Linked DNA regions of Columba livia: region 2 is linked to region 1. The links are chromatin contacts, called in public Hi-C maps. All regions are on one chromosome and are shown on one strand. The core of a region is the stretch at or near the end of the contact, and the rest is flanking DNA. Distances in the headings are between cores, read along the strand shown. Region 1 overlaps PRPSAP1 (phosphoribosyl pyrophosphate synthetase associated protein 1). Region 2 overlaps UBE2O (ubiquitin conjugating enzyme E2 O).

Evidence for each region. Hi-C and Micro-C count contacts between places; a contact is called where the count stands out from the background.
Region 2: a contact with region 1 is called in a Hi-C map of crop, with 3 times the contacts expected there. The contact joins two enhancer-like sites. A contact is called at or near these places in 2 of 2 Hi-C or Micro-C datasets (crop and liver).

What each region holds. Positions count from the first base shown.
Region 1 is chr18:6,078,763-6,083,878 of bColLiv1.pat.W.v2, forward strand. It overlaps PRPSAP1 (phosphoribosyl pyrophosphate synthetase associated protein 1), which reads right to left. Exons shown (of 11, transcript XM_065034656.1): 3 at 4,411-4,463; 4 at 3,416-3,482; 5 at 240-412. Among named protein-coding and RNA genes, the nearest start is that of PRPSAP1, 9.0 kb to the right of the region's middle. Within about 2 kb of position 2,034, at least 1 of the 3 cell types and tissues checked has an H3K27ac peak away from gene starts, as active enhancers do.
Region 2 is chr18:6,112,145-6,117,260 of bColLiv1.pat.W.v2, forward strand. It overlaps UBE2O (ubiquitin conjugating enzyme E2 O), which reads right to left. Exons shown (of 18, transcript XM_065034642.1): 14 at 4,267-4,924; 15 at 3,240-3,376; 16 at 2,511-2,714; 17 at 1,772-1,829; 18 at 1-174. Among named protein-coding and RNA genes, the nearest start is that of SPHK1, 17 kb to the left of the region's middle. Within about 2 kb of position 2,292, at least 1 of the 3 cell types and tissues checked has an H3K27ac peak away from gene starts, as active enhancers do.

The sequences.
Region 1 (5,116 bases), core at 784-3,283:
CAGACATAATGAGAAACAGGCACGCGGTAAGTTCCAGCGCTAGGCTGACACTGTATTTCAACATGACACTTCTAGGCCACTTCCCCAGGTGCGAGTTACAAAGAAATAAAATGAAGTTGAAGAAAATGGATTCACCAAAGCAGCTCAAGGGCTTGGCAGCACGTCCCCACATCAAGCAGGAGAAGGACGGAGGGACAGACGCCCTCTGGGATGCCCAGCAGCGTCCCAGTGACACTCACCAGCCTTGGCCAGCATCGATGCCAGCAGCTTGCAGACTATGGAGCCCCTCTTGCGCATCTTGCTCTGTTTGCTGTAGGGGAAGTACGGGATGACCCCGATGATGTTCTTGGCACAGGATGTCTTCAGTGCGTACGCCATTATCAGCAGCTCCATGACAGCTGTGTTCACATCCCTGGGAGATTTGAAAACCATTTCATAATTAGTGGGTGTTTTCCCAATGCAACTTCTTTTCCTTTTAAGCCAATACCTCTCCTCAGACTTCCAGGCAAACAGTGCTACATCTTATCCTAATGTATGCAAGACCCAGATCGTGATCTTAAAGCTTTTCCATCAAGCCACAGCACATCACAATCAGCTGTTACATGCATGGGACACGACTCCAGCACTCGAGAGCTGCGGACTGGAATTTGATTTTGTATTCTAACATTAAGGTGTACGATGATTTCCCTTCATCATCATAACAAAAAGGGCGTTTTTTCAGTTATGTTGGAACAAATGTCACTTCATGCAGCGCATTTTGAAATAAAATAGTCTTTTAAAGAAGCAGCACACATGCAGCCAATGCAACTTCACCCACACTGGATTTATTGGGGTATTTTTATTCTTAACAATGTAAGGCAGGTTATTTTTCCTGCCTTAAGAAATACTGCATTCTGGAGCAGTACAAACTCCAGACACATCATTTTGATGGAGGTCAGCATCTCCACACTAGCTAGCTAGCTATCTAGATGGAACTATCTATCTAGAGATGGAACAACAGCATAGTAAATGCTAAATGACTTTTACTTGCAAGAAAAATAAAAACAAGCAATGTTGGCAGAACATATCTACAGACCACAGCAAGGAATACACATAAAACCCCATTTTCAGTTAGCTTGACAATCATGGCTGAAGTGGCCCTGCAGGAGCGTGTTAATCTGTACCTGAATTCATTGTGGAAAAAAACCAAGCCCTTTTAGCTCCTCAAAACCAAGAGACACTGTCTGCATCCTCACAGACTGACTCGAGACCATTTGGGAACTGAAGAACATCCACTTCAGATGAGACAGAGGGACAGAGAACCCTCCCACAGCACAGATGCCCTTGCTTGGGCACTCCACGTCCCCAGCGTGGTCCCCAGGAGGGTCACACGGGGGTGGCTCAGCCCCGGAGGTGACGGAGCAGGGCTGACGGGGGCATCTTTCCCCAAGCAGCAAAGGAATAAACAGCACAGAGCAGCTGAAAGACGCTCGAGGACCCGTTTTCCTCCTGACCACTGGGGAAGGCTTCCCGCAGAGCTCAGATACCGTTTCCCGAGCCTCCGTTTGTGTGTGACCCGTGACAAACCTCTAACCATCCCCATTTCTCCACCAGTCCCCTCCCTTCAGAAATCAACCTCCATTTGTGTCTCTTCAGCTGTGAGTGCCCCGGGTCTCTGCTCTCCCGCTGCCCCCAGCCCTCACGCACAATGTTGTTTGCACACAAGAAAGCTTTGTTAGCTCCGAAGCACCAAGCCAAGAATTACATAAAACAAAGCCCCTGCCACGTAGGACAACGAGCAGACAAAGAGCCACTTCTTCCCTTTGGTGTTTTAGCTGTGCCAGTGGGGCCGGAGAGAGGAAAAAGATACTGCTATCAGTGTTGTGTAAAAACAAAGTGGCCAAGTTTAAGCCTATTTAAAGGTCATCCAAGAAATTCAATATTTTCCATCACTATTTTTCAAATTACATTAAAAAAAATGCATGCATATATATTTTTTCACATGGAAAACAGATAGAGAACCAGACTGCTCCTGGGAGAAAGTGTTACCACTGATTTCAAAGGGCACCAGCAGTCCTGGTGCTGCTGTGGGATGCTGGCAGCTACGCTGATGGAGAAGTTACTGGAGGAGAAAAACTACTTTGATTTTCTACAGTCTAAACATGAGCCATTTGGTTTTCACTCATATGAATGCTTGTCCACACACCAACAGTCCTGGATGATACTTGTCTTTGTCACTGGTTTAGTTGTGCTGTAGGTTTTTTGGACAGGGAGCTTCTATCAAATATCAAATACTCAGGTCTTTCTGTTCTCTCTCTGTGCATTTAGGATGCAGGCTGAGATTCACACTGCAGCGTGACAAGGTTGTTTAGCTCTCTACTCCTTTCCTACCAAGTCCTAATATTTTGTTTCCTTTTCAAACTGCTACCGAGCACAGAAGTCCAGTCCTCAGATTAATCAACACAGTTGTTGTTTTTATTCTCCTGCAAAGCTCCCTGAAACCCACAGCAAAACGGAGATGCCCTTGAACCTGTCCTCTGGAGCAATGCAGCAAGGCACAGCTGCAGCTTAAGAATAAAAGATTACTTAGCTGCACAACAGTGGCTCCTCGCCTGGAGGATCCTGAACATTTTGGCTAAAAACGACCCATTTCTTAGCCCATATCACTGAATTCAGCTTACGAAAAAACAAGGGGATCAACAAATTAAAACCAGGGGAGGTTTTCTCCTCCCAAAACTATTGCTGTCCCTAATACTGCAAGTTATCACTCTGAATACCTTCTCTGTTTCTTGCTTACACGGCTCTCAGTTACAAATGATTTCAGAGAGCTCTCTCACAACACACAACACCATGGCACTATTCACACAAAACATAAACCTGATTCAGTGGGTCTCCATCTTGCAGTGATTTGCTTGCTCCCCGAGGGAGGAAACACTTGGAGCATCTCTCTGGAGAGAGATGAGCTCTAGGAAAATGTCTCAGCCTGCAAGAGGAACCCCAGAGGTGAGCAACCTGATCTTGTGGTCCGACTGATTTCTTTAACAAGAGGCCAAGCATTACAAATAGGGAATAAACTTCAATTCTCACCGGGCTCTATTTCTTCAGCAAGAAAAAAAATGTCTTTCCAGGGTATTCTGCTGTCTGCCTGAGCTCTGGTACTTACTAGTTTTTGTGACCACCAAAATCTGAGCAGAATTTGGTCACCTGAAAAAGGCACCAGAGCAGGAATATCCTTGTTTTGCTAACTGTGCAAAAGACGTTCTATCAATACCTCATCTCTGAAAACAGCATCTCTCCTGTTCATAGCTGGTCACTTTGCAGTTATCATTTGTGTACAGGCTCCCTTCTACTAGCTTGGCTAATGGTGAGAAAACCTATCGAACCATCTGTGAACCAGAAATTCAAAGCATATCACAGCTGTAAAACCGTTCCTTACCTGGGGATTGTCTGTATAATGAAGATATCCTGTCCCCGGACAGATTCTTTTATTTCAACTCTTGTTTCTGAAGGGGATTGAAAGGACAGTCAGTTTTGTTTCCAAACATCAGGCTTACCGTGATAACACAGGATAACTCCGCTGAAAGCACAGTGACGTGCTGTGCAGCAAAGCACTTCAGACCTTGTAGCAAGCAACCCGATTTACAGCTAACCCCAAAGGGGGGTGAGCTCACACTGGCACGAACCCAACACCAACCCGACCATCACCAGAGCAGCTTTCACACCGTGTGGCCCGTTCTGGCTGCAAGAGCCGCAGCACTACCATAAATCCTCATGCCAAGCAAACACCGTTTCTAGCCCTTCCTCTCACCCATATCAGCTCTCTGGTTCTAGTCTCTTGCAAACACAATAATTGATGTCTCGAAACAGTCAATGACTCTTAGCCAGTGAACCCCATTAGCCAGTATCCTTGTGTTTTAGCCCAGCATCTCAAAACAGACACCTCCTACGTTTAAAGACGACAGCAAGCTGCAAGAGGCACGCTCCCCAGCACAGCCCTGAATCCGTGCTCTTTAAGGCAAGAAGACAAGTCCTTGCTAGGGCAGCTGTAAGCTGTTTGTGGCAGGGGAGGGCTGGAAGAAGAGGATCCTGTAAAAGTTTGCAAGGCAGACACTTAGAAAGCAGGCCATTGCTTTTAAACCTGGGAAATGTCTTGCTAAGCACAAGGGCGTGTAAGATCCTCTAGCAGCTAAGACCCAAGGTAGGACCCTCCTTTAGAGGAGAATCAGCTGATGGGCAAACAAGACAACAGGAAAACAAGAAACACATTTAATTGCTTTGTCCAAGGTCAGACATGGAGCTTTAGCACTGCCAGTCGCAGCAGGAGCAATCACAGCTGAATCGCTGCACTTATTCAAGAGGTTTGGCAGAAGGAGCTACCCGGTATTTCTAAGATTACCTCAAACAGTTGCAAATAGTAAAGATTCCTCTTACCTCCATTGGTTTCCTGGTACACCACAGATTTCCCCAGCTCAGCACCTAGACGCCTGGAGAGAAATAAGAAAATGAGGAATGGAAGAACCCAGCAGTTCTTCCAAACCAGAGATGTGACCAAACATTACACACCAACAAACCACAGCACTGCCTAGCAGGGAGCAGAGCGCCCCAGGCAGGCTGCAGAACCACACAGCCGCCCCTTCCCTGGGGTCTCCCTCACCCCAAGGGCCCTGGGACAGACCCCGGGACATGTTCCTCTGTAGCAGGTCAATGCCAGTCCTCGTATGACTGATCATAAGCTGCGATTCCTGATGGCAAAGGACATCTTGCCATCAATGCCACCTTAGGTGGATCTGCTGTGGAGCTAAACATTAATGATTTAGTCAGACTTGATTAATGGCAACTGAGTCACTTTTTTGACTCCCACGTCTTTCTTCTCCCCCCCCCCCCCCCCCCCGCCTTCCAAAATAATTCAAGTCGTAAACTTCAAAAAGCTTACTCATTTTTTCAAATTACTCCTTCCTACTCTCAAATGTCAAACCTACAACATTCATCACAACAAAGATTACAGTCACTCACCTTTTTATTTCTTATATAAGAAATACTCCTTTTGAGGAGGATTTTAAAAGGCTCCAAAAGGCAGACTATTCCCTCAGGTGATACTTCTATATTTAACTGTACTGACAAGTAATCCATTAGTATT
Region 2 (5,116 bases), core at 1,042-3,541, 34 kb after region 1:
GGATTTCGTGCTCAAAGACTTCGACCGGCCTGCGGAGCAGCTGCATCATGGACTGCACCACGCGGATCAGCGTCATCTCGTTGTAGCAGCGACTGTTCTCATAGCCCTCCTGGAGCCCCCGGTCGCTGTCAAAGCCTGCCTCGTTGTAGTAGGGCTCGTTCACTAGGATGAGACCTGCCAAGAGAAGGGGAGACCAAGGGGTTAAGGGAGAAACTTTACTGTGAATTGCCACCCGAGGCAGACATGGCTGGGCCCTGATGTCTGCCAAGGTGGTTGGGATTTGAGGGTCACAGCACCTCCCTGCTGAGCCATCACACCTTCACCCACAGATAGCAAGCAGGAGAAGGCACTGCAGGGAAGCCATGCTTTGGCTTTGAGCAGAGGCCAGGCTGAACAACCAGGAACCAGCCAGACCCACCGGACAGGTATTGCACAGGGAGCAGCCGTGTGAATGGGTCTGCGGCCTTCTGCTAGGGAGCAGGGATCTCGGATGCACCCGAGAGCGGCATTCAAGATCCTTGGCTGGCAAGAATAATCTTGAGCAGCGTGATGCAGAGGGCAAACACAGCAGAGGAGGTCAAAAGAGCAGGAGGGGAAGAGTTTCGCAGCTCCTCTCCCTTCCCTCCCCTCCTAACAAAAAAACCACAAATGCAAACACACCCAAAGCTTTTTTTCTTCCTCCTCTTACTCAGGACAAAGGCCAATCTTCATTAACAGGCTCTGAGCTGGCTGGGTCCTGTCCTACCCAGCACAGTCCCATCAGACAGTGCATTTCTGAGACAGTGAATGCTGTGACAAGTCACCCATGCCGAGCTTTCTCCTGCGTGCCCCTGGTCTAATGTAATTACACGTATGTGGTGGTGGCACCAGCGCTGCTAGGCTGCTGGCAGCCTGCCACCAACTGCATTAGAGCTGCTGGAGGTGAGATCATGAGTCCCTCAAAGCCCAGGCAGCAGAGAGGGAAAAGCAGATTTTTCAGTAGCACCATGTTGTTCCAGTAAAACATTTAGTATTTCGTTTTCTAAATTTGGATCCTCAGCTTTGTAAATCAGAAAAGGCTTTCCTTGTCCTGTCGTTCCCTCACTGGAGGATACGGGTGGACTGTGGGTTGAGGGAAGCAGGAGTCGCCTGCTGACAAAGGCAGGAGCCTTTGCTCTGTGTCAAAGGTTTCGCAAGTCACATGTCTGGGCTCCCTGCATAGAAAGTTGGCCTTGAGGAAGAGATTTGATTTAGTCTGCGCTCAAACTAGATATGGCAGGGGAAGCCCTATGGCAGGAAGCCCTGTGGCTGGTCTAGACACACCCCTGATTATTCTCTGCTTCAGAAGGAGCATAAACACGATCATGTACAAAAACATGCCCAGTGAAGGATGGGCGGGTGACTCAGCGAGGATAAAAAGCAGTCCTGCGACTGAAGCCTGGTTCAGCAACTTCAAGTGCCTTCAGTAACTGGCTCAGGACACAGTGGTTCACCTTTGTCAGCTCAGAATAACAAGTAAAACAGCTCTGTGCTTCGCTGCCACAGTGAGAAGGGGGAAAGCATTGTGTCAGAGACCTGGGATGCAGCCAAAAATCAGGGCATGAGAAAATCTTGCACCTGCTCCAACTGAAGAACTGGAGAGATAAGGACACTGCTTTGTCCAGCAAGGTGACAGCAAAAGGCAGCACTAACCCACTGGGGTGGCAGATCCCAATTGCGTCCCTGCTCATAAGCCTGCATCTCATCCTCCACCTGCCTTTTCCTGTCCCACAGGCTCTGCAGGAGCATTTACCTTGGATGGAGATGAGTACTTGCAGGAGGCTGGATTTACTGGTCCACCTTTCTGTCCCCTGAAATGCACATGCAAACATGTTAGTTAAAGGGTTGAAGCACAAACAAATTGCTCTGTGGTAACTGTCAGATGAAGTGAGGCCCCAGCTTTTCTGCATTCCTGTCACTGTGGCTCGCACCAGGAGCAAGGGACTGACTCAACAAGCACATGATGTGCTAGTGTCCATTGTACCATTCCATCTCCCCATGACTTTTCGGCAGCACCACACCCCATCAGGCCAGTTCTGCCTGAAACACTGTAACCCCACACACCAGACACCAGTTCCAGCCCCTCCCCAGCTGCCCAAACACAGCATATCCCTGGCTCTGTTTCATTTAAAGTCTCCAGCTGAACTTTGTGCCACAGTACATGATTTGGCTGTAGTGTGGGAGACAGGGACCCAAACCACAGGAGAAAACCTATGCTGGTGTTGGCATCTCTGCACTGTTCAACCAAGACACAGCCTGGCTTGGCTGACCAGAGGCTTCTTGTCAAGGAAGGACAGACAAGAGACAAATACAGTCCCAGAAGAAGCCAAACTGCACCAGATACATCCAAACCAAACCCAGAGCTAACCCCAGCCCAATCACCACCTGAGACCAGAAGCCACCCAGGGCTCTCAGCCTGGTAGGAAGCGGCTTGTTCCAAAATCAGCCTGGCACAACCACCGCTTCCCACAGACAAGGGAATGAAGCGTTACCTTGCCTATCCATGTCCCCAGGAGGCTGACACACACTTTGCCATTGTCGTACAGGTTGGGATTCAGTCTCCCGCTGCACTGGGAGAGGTAGCGGAAGAGAGGTGGGACAGCGGGGTAGATGTTGGGAAGCTGGATATCGAAGAGGAAGAGGCCATCTTCATAGGGTGTGCGTGTGGGGCCTTTTATAAGTGCTGAGAAGAGGTCCTGTGGAGAGAGGCAACAGAAGCCAGGACTGTGAAATGTCCTCTTACCTTGTCAGGGTTGTATTTACATAGAGGGAGAGAGGGGATGCGATTAACTCAGCCCTTGCAAGAGTTAAAGCAAGAAGTTGCACTTTTTCTGTGGCGTGGTGGCATTCCAAGCCTTCCAATCTTTGATTCCACAGGCTGAAGGAGGGCTTCAGCAGACAGCCAGCAATCCCCCCAAGCCGCTCTCTGCTTACACCAGCCCCTTGCAGGCTGTCTGCCTTTCCTGCTCGGTGGGACAGGCAGCACGGCGAGCAAAGCACCCGAAATAGGCTTTCCGCAATGAGGAGCTCACCATTGTTTGTCACTGTGGCTTGGGGAATGCGAAACCAGCCGTTTACGGTAATTACAGCCATATTTCACATTCCGCACGCATTCCCACGGCTCTAATGCAAAGGATTAAGGCTAAGTAGGGAATTCCAAAACAAGCAATCTGGATGCTGAGCCCAGCACTACCACACAGGCGTCTGAGAGCGACACTTGCCATTCGATCCTCAAAGGTTTTAACCATGATGCCATCGGGCAGGGAGGTGGCCAGGAGAGCCATCTCTTTCCGCACAGTGCTAAAGAACTTCTTTGCTTCTGGAGGCTGGAATTCCATTTTCTTGAAGGCATGGCTGTCTGTGGGGCAGGAAGGAGAATGGGATTAATGTCAGCCTTTGGGAACTCCCACAGGTTCCTTGGGAAGGCAAATTTATCTGTGTGTTAAACCTATAATTTGGAAGAGAAGAGCTGACTTGCTTTGGTGCTGAGCCAGGAGGCAGTCTAGAGATTATTTAGTTTTTCCCACACTGCACAGCAGCCACAACCTGCATCTCCTGTTCTCCTGGTCCCACACAACACTGTCCCCATGCCCCACAAGGAGCCCTGTCCCACAGCCAGGACACCACCACATTGCACAGACTCTTTATGCAAAGCCTAAGCATAGCTCCCCATCTTCATTTATATACATCTGCAGGTTTAAAATAGTTGGGCCATCTTCTCAGATCTGGCCCAGCTACCTGGCTCACCGAGCACCTTGGGCTCTGCTGTCACCACACAAGCAGATGCTCTCTGTTATTTTTGGCTCATTAACATTGGCGCAAGTGAACAAGGACACTCACCCACCAAGGACACCCAGCACAAGAACACCAGCTGTTCCTGCTCTGCTTCTCAACCAATCCATCCCTGCAAAAAAGCCTGAAGAAACCCTGCAGCTTTCCAGAAATTATCCACAATGGATATCAACTGATGTCCACAGCCCTCCAAAGTTATTTCCAACATGGACAAATGGGAAGTCTACTTCTGTGGCTTGAGAAATTATGGTAGTGCCTACAGATGCCATCTAAAAGCCACATTTAAGTCCCAGAACAGATTGTGCTACAGAACTTAATTTTTCCTTCCCAGTTAACGAGCTGTGAAAAGGAGTAGGAAGAAGATAAGAAACTCAGTCTAAAAGGCCTAAAAGCAAGTGTTTTGGAGAAAGAGGAACACAGCAGGACAGCAATGAATGGCAGACCTGGCACGCTCACCTGGGGCATACTCCAACACAGAGAAGACTTCTCCCTTGGCACTGGTGAAGGTGACGCCAGGTTTGCCTCCACTCTGCTGGCAGAGCACTGGTGTCTCACTGGGCCACTCTGACCTCACGGGTGTCTGTGCTTCTGCTTTTTCTTCTTTCTTCTCTGTCTCCACCATGGCTTCCATCTTTTCCTCCTCTGCAATAGCCACATTATCCAAAGTCTTCTTTAGATTTTCCTGCAGTTTTTTAATATCGTCCAAGAACTTCTTCTCCCGAGTGGGTTTTTCCAGCTCCACAGTTGGGGAGGTGGGAGAGCCAGTCAGCAGCTGCTCCACAGTCATGTTTTTCAGGCTTTCCAAGATCTTGATGGCCTCCTTTAGCTCCCGGAAGCTCTTTGGGGCTCCGTCCTTGCCAGCTTTCTCTGCAGCAAGATCCGCAACTGCCATAGCCACAGCTCCCTGTACTTGTTCCTCCACTTTTTTCACCTCCTCTGCTGCCGGCTCCTCAGGCTCTAACTCCTCAATTTTTGGGTGGTCGTCTTCCATGAGGCCATTGTCTGTCTCCCAGCTGTCGCTTTCATCCTCCCACTCAGAGGATGCCCCGCTGGTGCTGCCGTCAACAGAATCGTAGTCTGACTCCTCAATTTCTGATTCTATGTTGTATAAGTGCTAGAGGAGGGTTACAAAAGACACCAGAGTAGTTAGGTTTAAACACAGTGTTTTTCCTCCCCAACACAGGCAAGTCAGTTCTCCCCGTGAAAAGGGAGCTCCCAGCTAGAATTTGTCGGGCTGTTTCAACTTCTTCCATCTATACAAAGTGGACTGTGTTTGATCCAAACGATGTGCTCAATGACCAGCACA